2 separate regions of the Lactuca sativa genome follow, and region 2 is linked to region 1. The links are chromatin contacts, called in public Hi-C maps. All regions are on one chromosome and are shown on one strand. The core of a region is the stretch at or near the end of the contact, and the rest is flanking DNA. Distances in the headings are between cores, read along the strand shown. Region 1 holds the start of LOC111878013 (YTH domain-containing protein ECT1). Region 2 holds the start of LOC111878012 (elongation factor 1-gamma).

Region 1 (5,514 bases), core at 1,087-3,586:
CCCTTGGGCCACGTGTAAGTTCTTCAGATTCTCCATTGTTGTATGACTTTTCACGTGGTTTGTATCTTTCGTTTTCATTCCAAAGTCTACCCCCAGAAGAATAGTTCATTGAGTAGTTTGAAAATAGAGCTTGATTTGGGTAAGAAAATGATGAGAAGTTTCCAGATTGTTGGTACCCTTTTTGAAGACCCCCAGATTGATATGCAGAATTCAACTGAAACAAAATCATATAAAAAACAAAAACATTTCATTTGCCTTTCTTTCTATTAGACTATTACACAACTTTTTTTAGCTCAAATAATCAACAAATACCTTGTTGAGAGATCTGAAATGCTGTGACTGAAGGATCGACTTAGGAACAGAAGGTGTGGAATGTTGGCTTGACTTCATGTCCAAAGGGTAATTCAGAGATTTTCCAGTGTAAAAATTCATGGTTCTTTTGGAGTTCAAATCATTTGCTTTCATCCCATTTGATCCAGTAACAGATTTTGCACCAAAAGATGAGTAACATGGCATGGCTTCTGATGAAGAAAAGTAGGGTTGTTGTTGTTGTTGATGTTGTTGATGTTGTTGTTGTTGTTGTTGTTGTTGTGCATCAACACCCATATAAGCTCCAGTAGCATAAGGATTATAGCTTGGCATATAGTAAAGAAGTGAACCATTATCAGAGTAAACAGCCCCATTGGAATTCATTTGACCAGATACATCTAGTTGACTATATGTTCCATTGTGTCCTAGTATAAATAAACAATCAAACCAAATAAATAATTTTCTGAAAATTAAACCATACAATATAAAGATATATAATTATATATGTATATATAACTCATGTGAAGTGTAACCATGAAACTTCTTACCTGGATACTGGTAATCATAACAGCTTGTAGATGAATAGTGAGCACCTTGATCTGAAACTGCTTTGTTTCCATTGCCAACACCACCTTTTGCAGAAGAATCATGAACTCCTGATGATGAAGAGGACACACCTGAAACTATGACATCTTTTCTTGAACCCTAAAACAAGAATTTTAATAATATTTCAGAGAAATACAGTAATATTAACAAAAGAAAACAAAGGAGTGAAGTTTAAAAAACTGTATTACCAGATTTTGATCGTCTCTTTTGGCTAATGAGTCAGCTGTTTAAGAGAGTTAAGCAAAATCATAGAATCAATGGACAAAAACAAGTTAAACCACGACTTAAGAGGCATGACATTATGATACATTCTCAACTATTTATGGAATAATTATCTGTGATTCCTACTAAAATTCAATGTGCCAATTCTAGGTTTTTGATTGATTTCAAAATGCTGAACAAACCTAAATCTAGAGTCTTATGAATAATGATCATGATATGAACAAAGTTTTCCCCATAATAATCAATTTTGACGATCAAAACCACAAATATATATAAAAAGCAAAAAATAAAACAGATTACAAGTCCTAAACTGCGACATGCATACAATATGGTACTGATAAAGGGAATATAGAAAGGATACATTGCACAATTTTCTTGTCGCCCGGCATATTAATCTTTGAAAATTATTATTATCACCTGAAAATCACTAACTTTGGAAGTGTTAAACGAATAAATTTCAGAATCGTATGAAAATTTGAAATATAAAGTGACGTTCTTTATGCTAAAAGATGTGTCAGTTTCAGAGAAAAAAAATATGCGATTCTATATAGATAGAAAGAACAAGATTCTTGAAACACGAAGCAAATTGAAAGTAAAATTCAAAATCGGTGGCCAATTTCTACAATTGTTAACAAAGAAGAACATACACGGCATGTACTCGTAAGAATAATATCAACATCAATAACAAAATTGGTAATAATTACCAAAAACAAATATTACAAAATATCATCTTTTTCTCTGAATCGGCACAGTTCAAATAAATTAACTTGCAGAGAAGTATATGCAAAAATAATCCCTTTCGAAAAACATTGTACTTGAATCAACACAAAAATGCATTAGACTTCAGTTGGACGATAATTATCGTTTGAAGAAAGTGGCAAAAACAAAAATCGATCGTCCATGGAAAAAAAACTTTACTAAAACCAGATTATCGAAAAGAAAATTAAGTTTCTAAAAAATAACACTTCTCTTTTCAAGGAAAACACAATAGCATGGAGAAAAGAAGTCAAAAACTTGAACGGAAAATGACGTAGAGAATGATCACCGGCAGAAGGCGGCAGAAAAACCGCCGGTGGTTGGACGGGAAACCGTGGTGAAAAGATGGAGGCGGTGGAGGGGAGAATTGCGTGTGTTTTGCGTTGGAAGGGTAGAAGAGTGTGGGCGGGTTTGAAGAGGGGATTGCTAAACCCCTAAATTTAGATCCAACGGCCAATACTTTTTTGTGAAATTTAAGAGGGAGGTTATCTGGACGGTTGGATGTGAGTGGGTGTTTCGGTTACCTGAAGGTGCATAGGATGTGAGAAAAGCTTTTTGAATTCTCGGATGACTTGCAAACTTACGAGAACATCCCTTCGTCTTGTTGATGTTTTCATTTGTCACCCACTCACTAGGATATTTAACCCTCATAAAATCGTATAGGATAATGACTTAAAAGGGTAATATATTTTTCGATTTTTACATATTTAGTCACTGGGTTTTTTTTCGTCCATATTTACTCCTTCAACTTGTTAAACTGTACACATCCAGTCCTTATAACCGGTTACTCCAGGTTAAGCGAGAAAAATGACTTAATAGGGTAATATATTTCTCATTTTGTACACATTTAGTCCTTAATATTTTTGTACACATTTAGTCCTTAATATTTTTTTTGTTTCTAAATAAGTCATTTTTGTTTTTGTACGCATTCAGTGCTTATGAATAATTTCTTTAGGTTTTTCTCACGACATCTTACGTGGGATAATCATTGATGAAGTGTGTACGGTTGTTAATGTTTATGTGTAACGTCTCATTTTTACAACCAAAAATTTTCATTTTTAAATAAAGCAAAATCCCTAATTATAAATCCATTATTAAGAAAAAAACGTTTTTTCCAAAATACATTTATCGAAAATCAGAGTAATATAAGAAACACAAAATCCTCAATACTGTTGATGAGTGTGTATAATCATGCATTCGCCTTTCCACGATCGACGATAGAACCTGAAAACATAAACAACTGGGTAAGCACAAAGTTTAATGAATTTTCCCCAAAATAGTCGATACAACAAACGCATTATCATGCATAACGAGCCCACGCTCATCATATTGGAATACCATGTCTCAATCAGTTATCTGAATGGAATGCCAACATGCAACAGGTCCAATCAGTCATCAGACTGGAATACCCAGAGTTTGTCAGCATGCCGCCTTAACCCAGCCGCTCTTCTCAAGCCTTCGTGCCTACACCTTACAGTCGGCCCACACCAGATATCTTGGCCTACAACATATAGCAGGACCACCTCATCCTATCCCACCACCATATGGCTATCCCATGTAAGATGTCATGAGAAAAACCTAAATAAATCATTCATAAGTACTAAATTAGTACAAAAACAAAAATGACTTATTGTGTAACAAAAAAAATATTAAGGACTAAATGTGTGCAAAAATATTAAGGACTAAATGTGCACAAAGTGATAAATATATTACCCTATTAAGTCATTTTTACCGGCTAACATGAAGTAACCGGTCATAAGGGCTACATGTGTACAGTTTAACAAGTTAAAGGGGATAAATGTGGACGAAAATAAAAGTCAGTGACTAAATGTGTACAAAAAAAATACATTACCCTTTTAAGTCATTATCCCAATCACATATCAATCATATTTGGTCATTGTATTTGTCAACAAATTAGTGGTTTAAGTCCCTAAACTTTTAGTTTTGTATAAATGGTCCTTATGAACATATTTTGTCGTGGGTTGGAGCGTTGCTTTTAACTTTTATTAAATTGCAGTCATTAGGTCAAACACATGCCCCTCACATAAGGGTCATTATGTTTTTTTACCTTTCATATATATCCTGCTATTTTAATTGATCTTCACCCTTCCTTTCTTCTTCCTTATACAAACGCTGAAAGGGAAATTTTTTAACCATCATTCTATGAACGTGTAACATCATGTTTGTGGGACTAAAAGTTTTGGGTTTTTTGGTAAAAGCTAAAAAAAAGTGAAATAAATAAACTGAAGTGAAATAAATGAAATGAATATTTTTGAACAATAACAATAATAACTTTGTCAATAAATTAAATAAAAACTATGATAGAGTTTGGGCGTCGGATGAAAACTCTTAAAGTTTAGAGACCAAAAGTGACAGGTTGGGAAAACTTGTGTTTGACCCAAGAATTTGACCAAATAAACATTTAGGACCGATTTTGTACAGGTTAAGATAGGGGATTTTGGAAGGGGGGCCAAAAATGTCAAATTGCCAAATTGTAGCACCCGGTTCCTGATATGTATTTTATTTAAGTATTTTGCATCTTTGGCCTGGGACTCAGCGAGTTGAAGGCCCAAATCGTCGAGTAGAAGCAGACTTTATACGGGATTTAAATGACGAACTCGTCGAGTCGGCTTCCAGACTCGACGAGTAGACTCTAACTGGACAAAACCCTAATCTAAGGGTTTGCACCCTATTTAAGCATCTCATCCAGCCACCCTTCGTCCCTATTGCCCTCAGAACTCTTCATATCAAACCCTACTCGTTTGTGTAACGATCTAAGCCTTTGTGGTGGTTTTTGGTGGTTTTGGAACATAAGAAGGAAGAGAAAGGCTTGACGGATCAAGAGAAGACCAAGGGAGTTCAAGTTTGTGCATCATTTGCAGCTCCTAGAAGGTATAAAGTCGATACCTTGCTTGTTCTTTTGCTAGATCCCTTTTTGGGGAGAATTAGGGCTTTTATAAACCATTCTTGGTAACCAACCATGATTGCAAGCATGGTTGGGGTTGAGGCTTCGGATCTAGGTCCATGAAGGAGTTACAAGGCAAAAAAGGGTTGCTTTTGCACCCATGGAAGCCCCCATGCAACTTAAGAGTCTCTTTTAGAGCCTTTTAGGCTCAAAGTCCCATGCATGCACGTAAAGTTCGTAACTTTACGTGCTAGATCGAGTTTAGGGACCTAGATATATCATTTGGACAAGAGTTGTACATCAAAAATTGAAGAAATAGACTTGGACAGTATCGACTCGGCGATTCGTTCTTGGGACTCGACGAGTCCGAGGTTAGGCTTCCCTTTTATGTTATGATTCAAAGAGACCTAGTTGAGTGTCAGAAAAGGTTTTAGAGGGTCCAGGGGAGTGACCCAAACGTATTGGGATAAGCCATAGTCCTGGAGTTCATAGGACTCGGTGAGTGGATGAGCCGACTCGGCGAGTCCAAGGCAATCTCCCAACTCTGAAGATGAACTCGACGAGTTGTTCATATCATACAAATTCGTGAGTCGAGGACAGGACTGGTTCATAAGATGAGGATGAACTCGACGAGTTGTTCATACAACTCGACATGTCGGATGAAGGTTCATTCGATGTTCGTATAGAAGGAGAACTCGTCGAGTCATTCCTAAACT
Region 2 (5,514 bases), core at 995-3,494, 240 kb after region 1:
GTGTCTAATTGTGCTTTCTTCGAGTTAACATATATTTCAATCATAGTGGAGTCTCGTGTGTTCATCTATATACAAAGAACAAAACATTTCTTTCTTGAAAATCGAAACTCAGTCGTGTCACGATACACCGGAGCTACACGAGTAGTGGTGTCTCAAGCCAATACACCATCAACTTTCTTTGGAAACGGGTAACTAAATCGACTTTCTTTGTCTTAAAAACAAACTTTTTTCTCGTGTTCCTAGAAACACTAAGATTTAGGTTCGTTGGGAACCAAAACAAAACAAAACAGGTTTTGATTCCCAACAAGTTTTATCAAAGTGAGGGAAAGATCCCTTTTTTGCCATCTCTTATTGCATAGGTGTGTAAAGTTTACTATATTTGAGAAGATTTTTACATTTTTAGCGATGTGATTTTGCAGGAGAATGGATGAGTTCAATACAGAAAGATCAAAGGCATGGAACATGTACACGGATTCACCACATAGCCCACCTCAAACAGGAGGTGATGGTGAAGGTCCATGGAAGAACTTTGGGACATCAATGAATGCAATTTCTTTTGGTTTTGTTGCTACCGCTGTTTTAATATCAATGTTTCTTATAATGGCAATATTCGAACATCTTTTTAGACCAAATGCTTCATTCCCTTTGCCCCAACATGGCACCAGTCACTCTCTTCACGAAGACTCGAGGCCTATGCAAAAGCTTGCAAGTCCACAATCACAAGTAAGTTTGCATGTTGGATGCAATGATGAGTTGTATCTAATAGATATGTGGAGTCCTAAATGGGTTGTTTTTTCCAAAGAACCCATTTAGAACTCAGACCCTATCTTACAACCCATCATTGCAAAAAGATGGTTATAACATTTTTATTTTTATATGGTACAATCCATTATAGCAGATCGTGGCTTATTTGTGACAGGTACAAGCGGCTTATGCATCGGATTTTTCGGTATTGATGCCGGGGCATCAATACCCTACCTACATTGCACATTCAGCACCTCTACCTTGCTCAAGGGAAGGAGCGCAATGGCCTTCTCATCAACAACATAATTATGTATTTCCTCCGTAGAAATTATTTTGTGTATTAAATACTTGTACATAAGATGAACTTCTCTTATGAGAAAATACAATACTTTCCTTAATTCCACTTTCTTTGGTGTCAAATGCCAACCATTTTCTCATGAAATTTTCATGAAACACTAGAGTTTGGCTCATTAATTTGGAATATTTCATGGTTGTTTTCCATCATAGGTTTTGTTTAATGGTTTATCCCTACCTTTCCCTGTAAACTTATTATTCGGTATATTCGAACAAAATTTAATATCATCCACGTATAAATAGCTTTTTTAGATCCGACCATGCTTAGGGGCGAATTTTGAACTCTTTTTTTGTTAGAGCAGAGCAGGTCCAAATATATTCTAGGCACGGAACGGAGCAAAAATAATGCTTTTCGGAAAACATGTTTGAAATATATTTAAATAAAAATCCTGACACTTATGAAATTGGACATCTCGAATAAATTTCGAGTTAAAGTTAAAAATAACATTTTCATTAATGGGTTTAAACCAGAAAAATATAAATAACACTGTAAATCAAATTTTCTTGTAGATGAAATAGTTTTGGACTAATCTTTATCAGAAAAGCAAAATAATTAGTAGGTATCGAATCACTAATATTTAATTTAAAGCCATGATTCCCAACCACGTTTTTAAAAATGGAATTAAACTTGTACAAATTAATCTTATTTAACAAATTTTGTCAAGTACACAGTGACATGGATGCTATTTTGGCAAATAACTTGGAAATTGTCAGTTTTCTAGCTATAGCTCGTCCTAAAGCAGACGCATGTGTGTGTTGCATAAAAATGAAATTAAAATGTTAAAAATAAGAAAGACAGTGTAATAAACTTAAACTTCTTGTATAGGTGTATGCAAATAGCAAAATGTTGGGGGTACATTTTGGCTGTTCAGGCATAGTGTAGGGTTTTTGTCAAAAATAAGTTCTTAACGTTTTAGAAGGAGAGAGGTGGACGGATGGTAACGAAGTTAATAAGAAAATATTAAGTTTTGTGAAAAAGTGAACCTGACGTGAATCGAACACGCAACCTTCTGATCTGGAGTCAGACGCGCTACCATTGCGCCACAGATCCTTCTGTTTCTTCTTGTAGTCTTATGTTATAAATAGATAACCATCAGTTTGCACTTAAACACCAGGACTCATTTTTCTACCAAATCTCTGTTACTAATTCTCTCAAACCCACCATTGATGTGCATTTTTTATGAAATCAGGTTTATAACAAACAACCGGATTTAAAATAGATATGAACCGGAAAAAAAATCCGGTTTGCCCGCTTTTCTTTTTGAAAACCCTATCTCCCTACCAAAACCCCAAGTTTTGCATTTCTTTTTCTCTGATTCATCTCAGACTTCTTTAAATCCAGATTTCAAGTATTGGCTCTATTTTGTTTCTGTAGAAGGCGATCGTTTGTTCCTTAAGCAATGTCTCTGGTGAGTTTTTCGTTCCTTATTGCGCTAATTTTGAGTCCTTACTGTGTTAGTTTTTATTAGTACATGCTTTTTTATGCGTAGTTTGTGATGGATCTTTCTTTGTATATACAAATTGTGCGGATCAGGGTATTGATGTGCATTTTGTTCTTTCCTTTTGTTTTCGTTTACTGATTTTAACTTTATCGCATTGATCGTGATATGAAGAACTCACTGAAACTTTATTGTACGATCTCCCAATTGCTTTGTCCAGTTTCATGAGTTCTATGAATAATTAAAGCTTTAAACATGATTACAAAATTCATATTAGTTTAATAATTATCTATTTCTTTCAACAAAAGCACTTGTAAGGTTTAATTCATTTGACTTTCTACACCATCAGTTTGTATTTTAGCATATTTTAATTTTACTTGATTAAACTATAACCTTGATCGACATATATATTTTTAAAATGGGTTAAGAAGACTTAGTGGATACTGTATATGTTTATTTAATAAAGTTACACGTTTTTACTTCAATATGCAATGAAGTGGATCGCACCATGAATTGTTAAAAGCTGGCAACAAGCCAACAAATTGAAATTTTGTTACATAAATTGGGAAGAAGCCCATTCCTTTGCATAAATTTAACTATGTTGCATAAACAAATCATTAATTCTTTATAAATAGTTGGTATTAGGTTAAGGATATTTATGAACTGTTTTTATCATTATTTCTCTGGTTAGTTATAGTGGCATAACCTTACCTTTCCAAAGTTTTCAAGTTCTTGTATTTTACAACAAATTTAATAAACTTCTGTTAATGTTGCCTTTTCTTTTATGCTAATTTGTAGAGATGTTTTAAAATCAGATCTATTAGATTTGAGATTTTATTGTTTGTTTGCGATCATTTGATAGATGTATTGTGCTTGTTGCAGATTATGCATGCAGGGTCTCACAACAAGAATGTTTTCAAGACATTAATTGCTGCAGAATATGTTGGTGTTGAAATCAAAATGGCTGAAAATTTTCAGATGGGTGTGTCAAATAAGACTCCTGAGTTTATTAAAATGAACCCCATTGGAAAGGTATTGTTTTTTTTTATATAATCCGATTAACACTTTTTACAAAATACAAACTCTTATTTTATCTTTTACACACTATGATTCATCATTAATGCAGGTTCCTGTCCTTGAGACTCCTGATGGCCCTATATTTGAAAGTAATGCAATTGCTCGCTATGGTGAGGAATCAAATAGCCATTGTTTTCAATCTTCTTTTGATTTTGAGTAATTGAGCTTACTTTCTTATCTTGGTTGCTGTAGTTGCTAGTTTGAAGCCTGAAAGTTCTCTCTTGGGGTCTTCACTGATAGAATATGTAAGTTCTTTTTTGTCATTTTCTCATTATGAAGGAATAAAGATACATATAATGAATCTAATCTTTTTTTTTTAAAATATATATGCAGGGTCAAATTGAGCAATGGATAGACTTTTCTACATTGGAGCTTGATGCTAATTTGAGAGGATGGGCCATGCCAAGAGTTGGATATTCCCCCTATATCAAACCTGTTAGTCAGAAACTTCTATTCCTCAAAATTTAATCTTATATTATTTTTTTGTTAGTTTACTTTAATATATCTTTTACATTAGTATTTTTGAAATTGTCCAAATGATAAATTTGTGTGTGTATGATTTGAAGGCCGAGGAGAATTATATCTCTGCTGTGAAAAGAGGTCTTGGTGCTCTAAACACACATCTTGCTTCACGTACTTTTTTGGTTGGTGATTCCGTGACTTTGGCTGACATCATCATGACATGCAATTTGGCGTTCAAGTTTAAAGTAGTGTTGACAAAGAGTTTCACTTCTGAGTTTCCTCATTTTGAGAGGTATTTCTGGACCATGGTTAATCAACCAAAATTCAGTAAGATAATCGGAGAAATCAAACAAACAGAAACTGTTCCCCCTATTCCTTCAGCCAAAAAACCAGAAGCCAAACCAAAATCCGAGCCTAAAAACGAAGCCAAGAAAGAAAAAGCCTCTAAGCCCAAGCCTGAACCCGAAGCTGCCCCAGAAGAGGAAGAGGCACCCAAGCCTAAGGCAAAGAATCCTCTTGATTTATTGCCTCCAAGTCCAATGGTTTTGGATGACTGGAAAAGGCTTTACTCTAACACCAAAACTAACTTCCGTGAGGTTGCAATCAAAGGTATTTTCTTTTTTGACTTTTTTTTAAAAAAAAATATATATCTTCTTCTCAGACAACAGTTGGCTGATATATTTGTTGATTTTGTTGCAGGTTTTTGGGACATGTATGATCCAGAGGGCTACTCTCTGTGGTTTTGTAACTACAAGTACAATGATGAGAACACTGTCTCATTTGTGACAATGAATAAGGTTGGTGGATTCCTTCAGCGTATGGATCTTGCAAGGAAATATGCTTTTGGAAAGATGTTGATTATTGGAAACGAGCCTCCATTCAAGGTCAAGGGTTTGTGGCTTTTCCGTGGGACTGAAATCCCAAAATTTGTGATGGATGAGTGTTATGACATGGAGCTTTACGAGTGGACCAAGGTTGACCTCTCTGACGAGGCACAAAAGGAGCGAGTGAATCAGATGATTGAAGATTTTGAGCCTTTTGAAGGTGAAACTCTCTTGGATGCCAAGTGCTTCAAATGAAGGGAAATTGGAAAATGCTCTGATACCTATCATGAATAAATATAATACAGTGATCTGCGAAGTTCAACATGCTAATTGTACTCCATACAGAATGCCCGATGTGGCCGAAAAGCAAGTAGCAACCCTTTGAACGCTATGCAGTCCAAGTAAGAAAGCAAAATGTGAATAAAAAACTATTGTAGTCCAAAAATACTAATGTTACCATGTGTAAAACATGTGAAATATTTGAAATCTCATGTTGAAGCTGGAAAATAAGATTTTCTGTTGAACATGTTATATACTTAAATGTGGAAACGATTGAGTTGTAGGCGATGGAGATGAGGACTGAAGTTGGTTTCTTTTTCTTCTATATGCTCATC

Evidence for each region. Hi-C and Micro-C count contacts between places; a contact is called where the count stands out from the background.
Region 2: a contact with region 1 is called in a Hi-C map of seed, with 5 times the contacts expected there. The contact joins the promoter of LOC111878012 here to the promoter of LOC111878013 in region 1. A contact is called at or near these places in 4 of 4 Hi-C or Micro-C datasets (bud, leaf and seed).

Annotation. Positions count from the first base shown.
Region 1 is chr5:247,707,521-247,713,034 of Lsat_Salinas_v11, forward strand. It overlaps LOC111878013 (YTH domain-containing protein ECT1), which reads right to left and starts at 2,337. Exons shown (of 9, transcript XM_023874520.3): 1 at 2,183-2,337; 2 at 1,499-1,554; 3 at 1,104-1,138; 4 at 858-1,014; 5 at 313-734; 6 at 1-214. The coding sequence starts at 1,526.
Region 2 is chr5:247,946,093-247,951,606 of Lsat_Salinas_v11, forward strand. LOC111878012 (elongation factor 1-gamma) reads left to right here and starts at 2,245. Exons shown (of 7, transcript XM_023874519.3): 1 at 2,245-2,507; 2 at 3,420-3,569; 3 at 3,664-3,724; 4 at 3,807-3,859; 5 at 3,948-4,049; 6 at 4,181-4,685; 7 at 4,776-5,426. The coding sequence starts at 2,499. The coding sequence ends at 5,155. It overlaps LOC111878035, which reads left to right. Exons shown (of 4, transcript XM_023874552.3): 2 at 1-188; 3 at 420-723; 4 at 920-1,147. The coding sequence starts at 424. The coding sequence ends at 1,069. It overlaps TRNAW-CCA (transfer RNA tryptophan (anticodon CCA)), which reads right to left and starts at 2,149; the gene lies at 2,078-2,149.